Linked DNA regions of Arachis hypogaea: region 2 is linked to region 1. The links are chromatin contacts, called in public Hi-C maps. All regions are on one chromosome and are shown on one strand. Each heading gives the region's core, a stretch centred on a gene start, on an enhancer-like site or on the middle of the called end of the contact. The rest is flanking DNA. Distances are from core to core; before and after follow the strand shown.

Region 1 (6,524 bases), core at 1,540-4,039:
CCAAGAAAGACATAATCCTATATCCATTTTTTATTTTCAATACCAACAATCTGAAAGGAACAACAGCCACAAAATTAGGATTAACAAGAGCTTAACTAACGAGAACAAATATGTAGTAACTTATTGTAGAATTTTTTATATTATTTTCTTATTTTTTAACTTCTGCGTCAATTATAAAAGTCAGATGCAACAGGCTGGAAGGGTTCCTCAATTATGTCAGTAAGATCAGGAAATCTCCACCATAGTGCTTGGATCGACAAGATCCCTTAAGTAATCATCCATAATTCCAGAATGAATCACTAAAACAGAATTACAAAATCAATTTATAGAAATTGAAAACCATATAATAAATATGATCAACAGAAATAGAATTACAGAAAGAATCACAAACAGAAAAATATATCAACAGAACAGAAAAAGAAAACCATAAGATAAAAAAGATCATCAATAAATCTCATTGTGTTTGTGCCACAGCTATACCAGGTGAAAACCAAGCCACACCTATAAGACTTGACAATTTTCTTCATATGATAAGCCTTCGTCTTTCCATTTGTTACATTCAAATGACAAGCAAAACAGAAACAAATTAAAGCTCCAGAATGTTAATTAGTTCATTCATAATAACAAGGTTTATTGAAAGTCAGGCAAATTAAGATTCTAGTTGGGCAGAACAAAGCACAAAGAGTTGAGAGCCAGCTTTGAATTTAATCATTTTAATCACTCACTTTATTTTCATATCTTAAAGAGGCAAAACCAGAACTAATCAGATAAAATCAAGGTTCTGAAAACCGGACCAGTCATCGAACCGCTTTAGCTATTGGTTCACTGGTTTACTGGTCCAACCGGTTTAACCGTGGTTCAACCGGAAAAATTTATAATAAAATAATAAATAAATTATAAATAAACACTAAAAATAAAAATAGGAAAAAAATAATTTTCTATTATTCCACAAGGCCTATTGATACCTGAAAAAGTATTTACCCTTATGATTATCAATTTGTCATTCAGTTTGTTACTAATCGAAATTTAAGAAAAAGCTCCACTGTTCCCCACTACATTGCCTTAACACAAATCCTGGAATACACAATGCTCTCTTAATTCCAAATTAAACTTGAAAAGTTCAAAATCACACCATGTATTCAAAAGATAAATAAATAAGATAATCATATTCTGCTACACATAGAAGCCTGAACAGGAGTGATTAAGATAAAAGTTAATATCAAAGTGGTGCTTTACAATCCTAGACTACTTACAGCCATCAAATACTGCTAAAATTGACATCAGGATGTGTAGCATCATGTAATGCACTCAAGTAAATCCTATTGGAGAAAACTTCAATCCAAAAATTTATAGTACAACATAATGCTTCTCAATGTAGCTAGACTAACACAGAAAACTCACACAGTTAAGCAAATCATTATTGCAAGCCAGTCTTCTGAATAGCTACTCTTATTCCCATTCCTCCCAGCAACCACTAATGTTGAGCATTCAGGACTTGGCAACAGCATTGAAAGGGAATATGACAGTAACATTTTCTTGCAAATAAGGGAATCATACGCCACAAAAATCCCCATAATGATAATGGAAAAATCACCTTCAAGATATGAGAAGAATCCCCCTTGCTGGACCAGTTTAGTAGTGATCAAGAATATATCACTTCATTAAATAATGGTATTAGTTACTAATACAATCTGTTAAAACTTTTTGGTAAAGGAACCCATCAAATCCTACAAAGGAATCAAGCTGAATCTCTTCTACAATAGCTTTCTACAGGCAGGGACAAAAATAACAAATTTGAAAGGTGAAGGGGTTTCTGGTCGGGAGGGTTGAGGAGGAGGGGACTAAAAATTAACAGAAAGAAAACATATAATAATTAACCACCTGAAACAGACTTACATATTATCAAAAGACACATCAGACATGAACAATTCTCAGCAACAAAATTCCAAGCAGTGAACAAAAAGAAACCCAACATGCAATATCCTTCTCTGATTTACCAGACAAAAACAGAAAAATAGAAAAACAAAGAAATCCACCTACTGACCGAGAATAGCAGAACAGAAAAACAGCAGAACCAGGGCTAATCAATAAGAAATAATCACTCAATAAAAAATTAAAACCACACAACATTCAAATTTTCAATAATCATTGGATGATTTTTGAGCAAAGAACGAAGAACAAAGAATGAAAAAAAATGAAGTCATTATTACCTTCGTTCTAAGCAGTCTGAGCAGAAGGGCAGAAGCGCGATCGAGACGGAGACCAGGCGATGAGCACAACGACGAACGGCGGCAAAAGCGTGGCTGAGCAAAGGAAGAGAAGACGGCGGCCGGCGAATTCGAGGAAGAAGTTGCGCTTGGTGAATGAGGAAAGGGGTTGGAGACTCGGGCTCGACGCCCAGACGAAGACGGTGGTGTTGAGCGCGACGGATGCCGGCAGAAGAGCAGCGGTGGGGGAGCAGAAACACGCACAGTTCGAGCACTCACTGGCGGAGGAAGGCGCGAGCAGACGAGCAAGAGGAGAGAGGCGAGATGCGAGCACACGACGCGGAGGATCCGGCGAGAGGCCCAAGAGCACGAAGACGGAAGTTCTTGAGTGCGACGGACGGCGGCAGCAATCTCTCACTCCGACAGACGGCGACAACTATTGGTGGTGGCTAGGGTTTGATTTCTTTGGTGGAGGCTTGGGCAGTTTGCTCTTTGCTGAAGGGAGGAGTTGGAGAGAAGGGGGGGGGGGGGGGGGATAACGCGTGCAACCCCTTTTTCCCTTTCAATGAAGGAAACGACGTCGTTTTCTTTAAACCGGCCGGGTTCCAATTCTATCTGACCGGTCAGTTACCGACCAATTTAGCAGTTTTTGAGCGGTTTATGATTCGACGGTTTTACACATTGGACCGGACCAATTTTTATCGGTTTTGGTTGAACCGGTTTAACTGGTCGGTCCAATTCGATTTTCAGAACATTGGATAAAATAGATCACTGAACAAAGAAATTTAAAAGATTAAACTAATTCATCTTGTTAATAGATCAAGTCATCAAAAATCAATTAGTCAGAAAAGACATCACATAGAGCAGATAGCTAAAAGGTTGCAGCTTGGAGAAACATTACATAACAACGGCGACGATGGAGAGAAACACGTAACAGAAGCCAAAGTGAAGATATGGGAGTAACACTGGAGAAAGAAGTGGCCGCTGTTCTGATGATTGAGAGAGAGGCTCAAATGGGGATAGGGAGGGACTTTGGGAGTAGTGGGAATTGGTAGGTAAGTGAATAGAGAATGGGGTGCAGTAGTGGATAATATAAACACAAACAAGAATAAGATGGCAGAGGCATAGTTGTCAGAACCAATTCGATAATCGAACCAGTCATGCTACTGGTCATTGGATTGGTGAGTCGTTCTGAAAACCATACCGGTCATCAAACCGTTCTAGGACTAGTTTACTGGTTTATTAGTCTAACCGGTTCAATCGTAATTCAATAGGAATAACCGTTTTATAATAAAATAATAAATAAAATATAAATAAACACACTAAGATTAACAAAATTTTCAAACATAATTTTAACAAGATCAGCACAATAATTAACATGCTTTAACAAAAATTAACAGAGTTTTCAAACCAATTTTAACATCAGCATAATGATTAACAGAAAAAAAAGGCACTGAATGAGCACTGTCAACTCTCCAATTGCTTTGTTTCTAACGATAGTTCCGGAATAACCTTCTTTCCTTCCCAACAGCTTCAAAGTAATCTCTAGCTCATCCCACAATAAGTTATATCTATTAGAAATGATCAAACTACATTCATTTTGTCTGCAAAAATAGTTTTAAGCATATCTTACGTCTGAACATGGAAAGCTTCATTGCAAGAATTCAAGTCAGTGTGCATGTCCACGGATAGCAAATCAATATAAACATTATAATGCATGCTATAAGTTATACTTGCACGGGTCGAAAATTTTTATTTACAACATAAACTCAACTTTTTTTAATTTTTTTTGGATTATTACTTTTTACATTAGTAAAAATCTTTATGTCTTAAAATAGATATCAAACAAATACAATCGAACTAAAACAATAATAGTAGAATTTTCTAAATACATATTTTGCTTCCCTCTAATAAAGAGGTCATCATCATTAACAGCACCCTAATCCAAATCCATTATCAATAATATTAGATTTGCATATCAACAAAGAACACTCAGTTATTAGACCCACGGTGTCTCTTCTGAACGATAGTCGAATATAGAATTTAGGGCATATCGAACAAAACGAACCCCAAATGCAGAAGACAATAGGAATTAGAGAAAAATAAGATCTATATGGGTATATGAAAAATATACTAAACAAATAATTCTGTTAAATAATCCACTTACCAAATTATATTTTTTTAAAAACTTCCTTATAAACAACATTATTAGATGTGGAGTTCCAATAGTTATCATCTTCATTAGACAATAATATCTTTAATCCTGATCTTGTTGTCACTCTAGATATCGCAACATAAAAAATTGGTTGTCGAAGATAAATACCAACCAAAGATAAAGTTTGCCCTTAATTCCTATTAATAGTCATCGCAAAACAAAGACTAATTGAAAACTGTCTGCGCTGAAATTTAAAAGGAATACCAAGATCACTGGGCACTAAATTCATCCAAGGAATAAAAACCTTGTCATCAATGTTACTTCCAGACACAACTTCAGCACCAATAATATTATCTCCAAGATCTTGAACAATAAGTCGAGTTCTATTACACAATCCATTTGCCTGATCTATGTTCCTTAGCAAAATAATAGGAGCACCTTTCTTCAATTTAAGAACATGATTTGGTATCCCTAAACATGTAATCTAATTCAAAAACTCAGTTGTCAACCAATCAGTTTCAATCACATCTTGACAATCACTTTTACAAATAGAGTCAAAACTCAAATAAACCTTTACTAACCCAGGAAGAGTATCAACAACAAAATCATTTATCTGCGACACAATATCAACAGTAGGAGCAAGTATAGCACGTTCTTGAAAATACAAAGCATTACCATAGTTATCATCAATATCTGAATATATAGCTGAAACAATATCCTGAATAGGATTGTCAGTCGAAGGAATAAGTAAATCACTTGGAATATCAACAATAATTTCATCCTCCTTTTGAACCCCACAAGAACCTTCACCAATCTTTAAAATCCAATTAGAAAATTCTTTTACTTCATCCAAATTTGACACCAAGGAGTTTTTTTTATAACCGAAGATTTTTTGTCAACCACATTACCTTACAATGTTTCCAAAGAATTGACGAATTAATTGAAGTCATAACTATTTCAGCATGAGTTCGTTTAGGAATAACTGGTAACACTTGTCTAAAATCACCACCAAGCACAATAACTTTCCCACCGAAGGGAATATCACGAGCCGAAGGCACATTCAAACTCATTAAATCACGAAAAGTTCTATCAAGGGCTTCAAGTGCCAACTTATTCGTCATGGGTGCCTCATCCCATATTATTAGAGAAGCACGACGGATGAGTTCTTCTCATTGACTATCTTTCTTAATATTGAACATAGATTCCTCATTCAACTCGATTGGGATGCAAAACAATGAGTGTGCAGTCCTCCCACCAGGTAGCAATAAAGATGCAATACCACTAGAAGTAACATTTAAAACAATTCTCTTTTCTGAACGAAGAAGAGAAGACAACAATTTCCACAAAAAAGTTTTTTCAGTACCACCAAATCCATAAACAAAAAAGAACCCAGCTCTTTTATTTGTAACCGTGTAAATTATTTTCTGGTAAATGAGTTTTTGTTCATCTGTCAATTTATTCAAATTTATAGCATGTTCTTCTCGAAGTTGATGTACATCATAACCCAACTCATTCATAATCATAGAACTTGAAAAATGAGAAACCAAATCTTGATTAGGAAAAGGCATTTGGGAAAAATCTTTAAAGCTTTTGTCGTTCATTTGCAATAATTTTTCAACTTCAATCACACAAAGAATCTCAAGTTCTTCTTCTGTGATCATGAGCTCTAAGAAATAAGTGAAAAAAAGAACACATAGATTACAAATACACTACAAGAAAAACACTCATTCAGATACACTTAAAAAGTGTAGCCAAAAATGAAAAAAAAATGATGCCTTAGGCAAAGGCTACGATTTTTAGTCTTTGGAGACGCTTTTGTAAAGGATGCCTATACCAGTGTTGCCTATTCTCAAAGGCTACGCTTTTCTGGCTAAGCTTCTGGCCTTTAAGAATAGGGTGTGATTTTTAAGTGATGTTGTTCAGGACCAAAGGCTACGCTTTTCAGCACTAATGGTTACCAGAATTCAAAAGAATAGGCTACACTTTTCAAGACTACTGCATCACTTTATAAACGTAACAAATAATATATCTATAGCTACTTTATATAAATGTAGCATTTTATCCCTCATTTTTTTTAAATTTTTGTTTATATTTTTTTGTTTATATATATATATATAAACAAAAATTTCTAATAATCTTTTTATCTAAAACCTAATATTTGG
Region 2 (6,524 bases), core at 2,634-5,133, 290 kb before region 1:
TCTAGCACGACAGACAAAGGAGTATGCTGAATGCAATGGTTAAGAAAAAGCAAGACAAGAATAATTTAATTTCTATATCCAAGAGTAAATGTGTGCTACAATATGGGTTTACAGAGGCCAGTAACTTTTATGACAAGTACAGGCAAACAGTACTGGCTCTTATCATCTCTGACATCTATTCTAAGCACCTTCATTGTGGATGAAAGTGTGTGAAGAACTATGGAAGTCCGTTTATCTAGTAGTAGCTCAATCCAATTAACTTCGTGACAAAACTCCTTTTGAACTGCACACATAAAAAGGATGCACAATGAACATATTTAACAAGTAAATTTGATATATTCTGATTCAGATAAAAAAAACTGTACAATTGATCGGAGAACTGAGAGCATATTTTTAATTCACTACTTTACCAATTTTCTTTGTCACTTTAGAGGAGCATGATCATTTTATGAAAGAATGAGGCAGAAAGTAACGATCTCTAAATTCCAGCAGAGTTATATAGCGGATAAATAAGATTTTCATTATAAAATAAAATCGAGTTCAAAGTTATCAGACCTTGGTATTGTTCCACGGCGACGTGGATCGTACTCTGTTGCTTGTCGAAGAGCCCTAGCAAAAGCTTTGAAGGTTGCCTCAATAATATGATGGGAGTTTTTTCCGGCAAGCTGTTCACAGAGGAATACATATGTATTCCGTTAACAGGTTGTTAGACTTGTAATAAAAGAACACTAACTAGAAAAAGAATAAAACCAGAGAAATCTTAAGTTTGAAAATGTATTCAACAAATGAAGACCATAGAAAGAGCCATGAGGCAAAAAGAACCTATATTTTCTAACCCATGTAGCTAAGGAATAATTGAGAGGCCTAGTACATCTATAATAATTATACTTCTGTGACAATATGCAGAATTATACTTCCAAATGCAATTTCTATAGCTGATTAAAATGACAAAGAGCTGATGTCTCAATACCTGCCGAATGTGAAGTGTCATACCAGAAGTATTCACCAAGGACTGGAAGAAATGCTCCACCAACTACATACAGGATACTAAGAGTATTCATCAATGAAGAATAGATATAAAGGGAAAAGTATAGCCAACAGCAAATACAATAAGAGTGTCCCATTAAAATAACATCTATGCTGGAAAAATTAGGGGCTCAACAGTCTAAAACTTATTCAATAAAATTCTAAGGGCAAATTCTAAGCTCAATGATGAAATAATCAAATGAAAGTGAGACCTGAGTGTCATATGTCCCAACCCTCTGGGTAGGGATGTCCAAATTATAACCTAAATGTGGCCGGCCAGATAAATCCTGGACAAGGTTAGGAAGAAGGATGTAAGTATTAGAACGAACAAATTTATTTGAGACAATAAGCTTACAACAAATGGGAACATAATTCAGTAGCCTTGTATGCATTTATTGCTTGAGAACGCATGAGCCTCAATACAAAAGCTAACTGAACTTCAATGGTCCAAATTATTTTTATGTACATTAATCAGCATGACAATTCGGATTGTTTAATTTGCAAATGTAATACCAAACCTACTCCAATTATCATATGCCTAAGCAAAGAAAAAATCACACTTTCTCCCCTAACAATAAGAAACAACTAAGTGTTGTCCCACTATATGGGATTGATACATGGATTAACATCACCATGTTCTATAATGAATCCTATTCACATATTTAAATTTTAAACTTCGAATAATGCTTAATGATCATTTCTGCAAGTGGTATGCAAATTACCAGTGAAACGTGTATTAATGCTTCATCAAGTGGAGCAGAGAAGTCACCAAACCGATTAATACCCTTCCTATCACCAAGAGCCTGTAGCAAAGCCTGAAGATGGAGTAATAGACAACACTTAGATTAAACATGATAGTTAAATGCAAAAATCATTTAAAAAAAAGTGCATAATTATAAACCTAACTATTATAAGGTAAGAAACTGAGAACTAACATATATACTGTTGCCATCAATGATTTCGACGGCATTGTGCAAGGAAAAGATGAAGAAAAATATCATATAATGAAGCATGTTACAGTTTCTAGGAACAGACCAAAAAAAATGAAAACACAGTTCATATAGCTGGTGTTTGCAGTACCGTTCCAATAGCAAGAGCAACATCTTCGTTAGTGTGATGATCATCAATATGTGTGTCACCTGTAGCCTTGACATGTACATCGAACAGCCCATGTGAAGCAAGTTGCTGAAAATACACAAGTCATAGTCATGTTTAGTTTCTGTGACTCATCTTTAGCAGCCATGATTTTTATTTCCAAGTTAGAAGGAAGCAAACTTTTTATGGACAAAATCAACTATGAAATTTAGAACAAAACTTCATCAACAGTTCTTGAAGTTGTTAGCTACCAAGAAGTGTGCTTGACCAGTAATTGAAATTTCAAATTACATTCTACCAATGAAGCAAACATAAATTTAAACTACTAACATCAAGCATATGATCAAGGAAGGGAATTCCAGTACTACTATCAGCAACTCCACAACCATCCAGGTTTATTTTGACCGAGACATTAGTCTCCTTAGTGACCCTTTTCACCTCACCTATTCTAGCACCTGAAAATGATGAATTAAGACATTCAAATTCAATGAAAAGCCACTACTTGATGAGAGAAAAAGCAAAAAGGAAGAAAGCTTGAGATTTTGCGTTGACCTGAGTCAACTGGCAAAGCTGATGTAGCTGGAGAGTTGTTGTCTCTCACCAAAGCAGCACAAGAAAGGTTTATGGGAGGATCCATTCGGGTGAGACAGCGGTGATTCAGTGAAAAGATTGAAGCTTTGGAATGTAGGGATGTTGGGTTCAGCGTCCTCTGAAAATACCTAACCCTAGATTTGAGAAGCAGGGATGAAGGGCATTTTGGAAGACACGGAGGTGCAAACAGCTCCATTCAGATTTCAGTAACGAATTTCACCGACACATTCAACTTTCAGCCACAACTTCAACTTTCAGCAACAAAATCAGAGTGCAGTGATGAATTACGTCAACCAAATTGAATCAGAAAGAATAGGGGAATTTGTTGGAACTCACCAAATCGGGTTGCGCAAAGGAAGCTGGGAAGCTGACAGCGTGGCTCGAGGCAACAAGACGACAACAAAGACCAGCCCACAAGGACCTGCTGCCTCTGCTGCCGACGACGAGGAGCGCAGGGAACAATCAAAAATCAACAAAATCATTCATAATCAGCAAATAATTCATAAACCAATTCAACACTCAACAAAATCACTGCATATTCATAGCGCAACTCATAAACTAATTCAACAATAAAATTAACAACAACATTTCAAGTTCAACCTCTGCCATATTCTAATCAGATTCATAAATGAAACAACAATAAAATTAACAGAAATCACATCAATGAATCAACTATGAAAAATTAATATAGAATATTATAATAACTGAAACAAAAAAGCTTACATGTTGACTGTTGTTGCAGCGGCAGAATCGAGCAGTGCAGTGCAGGCACCAACACCCTCGGAAGAAAGGCGAGGGAGGGACGGAAGCGCGGCACGGCGAGACGCGAGCACTCACCAGGAAGCACAGCTGCAGGAAGAGAGGCAAGACGCGAGCAGTGGAGCACACCAGGCGTTGGGTGCAGTGATGGGGGACGAGCAGAATACGAGACAGAGGGAGCAAGACCTCTGGCGACGAGCACGCGAGGGACAACGAGCGGAGGAGACGCGAGCTTGCGGTGGATCCGGCGAGAGCACACGATGCGGTGAATTCGGCGAGAGGCGCGGCGACGAAGGCGAGCGGCGATGGCGGTGAACCGAGGTGAGAGTGAGAGAGCTGGGGGAGGGGGCGACGCTGTCCCTCTGTGGGGAGTGAGAGTGAGAGGGAGAGTGAGAGAGATGGGGGTGGGGTGGGTTACTGAACTAGGCCTAGGTTTTTTTTCTAAATTCTGAAGCGGTTCGGGTTCCCAAAACCGGCCGGTTCGACGGGTTTTACTAGAACAGACTTGGTCAAACTGGTTTTTACAGATTTTTTTTATTCGGTCCTTTGATCTACCCGGATTGATTTTGTGCTGGGTCACCAGTTTTCCGGTCCGACTGGCCGGATTTGTCTGATTCTCACAACTTTGGGTGTGTTTAGTTTTGTGTTAGAAGGAAGAGGAGCACGTTTGAGTGCATTAAATGCTTTCACTTTTTATTTCGATGCTTTGTTTTCTTTAAACGCCAACCTAAGTACTTAACGTGCGTTTATAAGAAGTTAGAAATTGTAGCTTATGCGTTTAGATAATCACATTAGGATTGAATTTATTTTATTTTATCAATTCTTTTACTTTTTTTTTTGTAATTCTTTCAAATATTTTAAATATATAATTATAATTTTTATTAAATTTTTATTTTTGATTTTATATAAAAAATATTTTAGTTTGACTTTGTTAAAATTTGTAAATGTAATTTTTGTATATTAATTTATTATTATAATTTTATTATAATATAAATTATTGATTCCATTAAAAAGAATAAAATAAATAAAAAACTAATTATAATTAAGAATAAAGTTATGAATAATTAAAATTTATAGTTTAAAATAATATTAAATAAAAAAATACTGAAAATATTAAAAAAATTATAAGTAATATAATTTAATAAAGTAAATTTTGATATATTTTTTATATATTATTTTTGTTTTTGATATAAAAATATATTTTATCAATTTTTATATATTATTTTTATTTTAGTAAGTAAATATTAATTTTATTATAAAATTAATTAATAATATTTATTTAAATATCTAAATTAAAATGATAGAATAATATAAAAAATTTATTTAATTTGATATTTATTTAGTAATTTTTTATTTAAAAGTAATTTTGAATAGTGTAATTTAAATAATATTTATTTTATTATAATCCATTTTAATAAAAAGATTACCAAATGTAAACCAACAGAACCACCGCACAGAACCCTTACCCCGACTAACCTCAGCTTCCACGCGTCACGTCCTTACCATAACACCACATGAAAGCATGCATGCAATGCTGACAAGTACGATCAGTACCATAAAATCTCCTTTTCAATATTTATTCACTGAGTTGCTCTATTTGCAAGTGGATTTCTAGTTGTCCACTTGTCATCATTAAGTATATTATCAATTAATTATGCTTTAAACAATTTACATTAAGATAAGAATTCTACTAAATAACGTCCTTAATAATTTATGGAATTTTTCTTTAAAAAAGGAATAAAAATTTCTAATTCATTAAAAATTTAAAAATATTCAGATCATTCCATACAAACATAGATTAGGAAAAGCCTTAAATGACAAATCTATCTATGTCATTATAGTATTTTAAAACTTTTCTAATCTCTTGTTTTTTTCTATTAAAAAGTTAAAACCAGACACAGATAAATGAAAAAGAAAAAGACAGGGAAAGTCATGGAATCCTATTTGTGAATCTATCAATAAACATTGTGCGTCCATTCCACAGAATTGGCACTTGCAGGCTGCAGCTGCAGCATTTTTCATTTCAAAATTCCAACAGACAACTCTTGAGCAACAAAATGTACATAAAAGCTCTCAAAATGACGAAGAAGTTTCTGACATTAGTTACAGAAAGAAAAAAGAACAAAATGTAGACAAGCTGATAATTGTTGATACAATGGATGAATTTATTTGATCTGTCCCTTGAAATCAATAGAAAACTGATTGCTTACAAGGCATTGAATCTTTTGAAGAAAACATCAGCAGTACCAGAACTAGCACCAGATGCACTTAGGCCAGTTTCATCCAAACACATTTCACGTGATGCAATGTCTTTATCCAAATTCTTTTCTCCCTCCAATACAATTTCATCCTTCAAATCAGATTTTACTTGCAAAGAACTCTCATCAGCATGATTGGGAACAGAACCAGAGACATCCACGACTTCATTTTTCTCCTTGGTAATTTTATCCACCTTCAAGAACCTCATCACAGGCATCATTCATATCAACCTCTTTAGAAGACCAACCATTATCTCCCACTTGAGATTAACGTCATCAGTATGCATGTGACATTTCCCATCAGAAACAGCTTGTGCCAGATTTTTTGCAGAATCAGGGTCCGAACATACATTCACCCAATGCAAAGCAGTAAGAGATTTGGTGCTGTCGACCAAAATGTGATTATCCTGTTCTTGAGAAGCATCACTGGAGTCATCATTCATCTCATTGTCAGGATTTGAATTTAGCATCATCGCTTCATTGAGGATCTTCCAGAGCTAAGGAATTCATATCCAACTTACAAGCCATATTAGGCTTAATAACAAATTCATCCCTAGTTTCCATTTTCTCAACATCAGATGGAAACAAAAAAAGTGAAACATGGGTACCATCAACTAGAAGTAATTAGCTGAAATTAGAGTTTAAAAAATGATATAGAAATAGAATATGAAAAATCGTATAAAAAAAAGTATTTCTCTTTCACATAGAAAAAAAAAATACATTAGATATAAAAAAATTAAGTAAACAAAAATAAAAATTTATAAAAAATAATAAAAATTCTGTATAATGAAATAA

What was found. Hi-C and Micro-C count contacts between places; a contact is called where the count stands out from the background.
Region 2: a contact with region 1 is called in a Hi-C map of leaf, with 2.4 times the contacts expected there. The contact joins the promoter of LOC112720381 here to the promoter of LOC112720369 in region 1. A contact is called at or near these places in 2 of 8 Hi-C or Micro-C datasets (both in leaf).

The regions. Positions count from the first base shown.
Region 1 is chr11:15,113,547-15,120,070 of arahy.Tifrunner.gnm2.J5K5, reverse strand. LOC112720369 (putative pentatricopeptide repeat-containing protein At5g43820) reads right to left here and starts at 2,789. Exons shown (of 3, transcript XM_025771290.3): 1 at 2,211-2,789.
Region 2 is chr11:15,402,699-15,409,222 of arahy.Tifrunner.gnm2.J5K5, reverse strand. It overlaps LOC112720381 (imidazoleglycerol-phosphate dehydratase, chloroplastic), which reads right to left and starts at 3,883. Exons shown (of 10, transcript XM_025771310.3): 1 at 3,436-3,883; 2 at 3,049-3,145; 3 at 2,674-2,957; 4 at 2,452-2,576; 5 at 2,107-2,211; 6 at 1,749-1,841; 7 at 1,239-1,313; 8 at 971-1,033; 9 at 556-665; 10 at 40-283. The coding sequence starts at 2,908. The coding sequence ends at 256.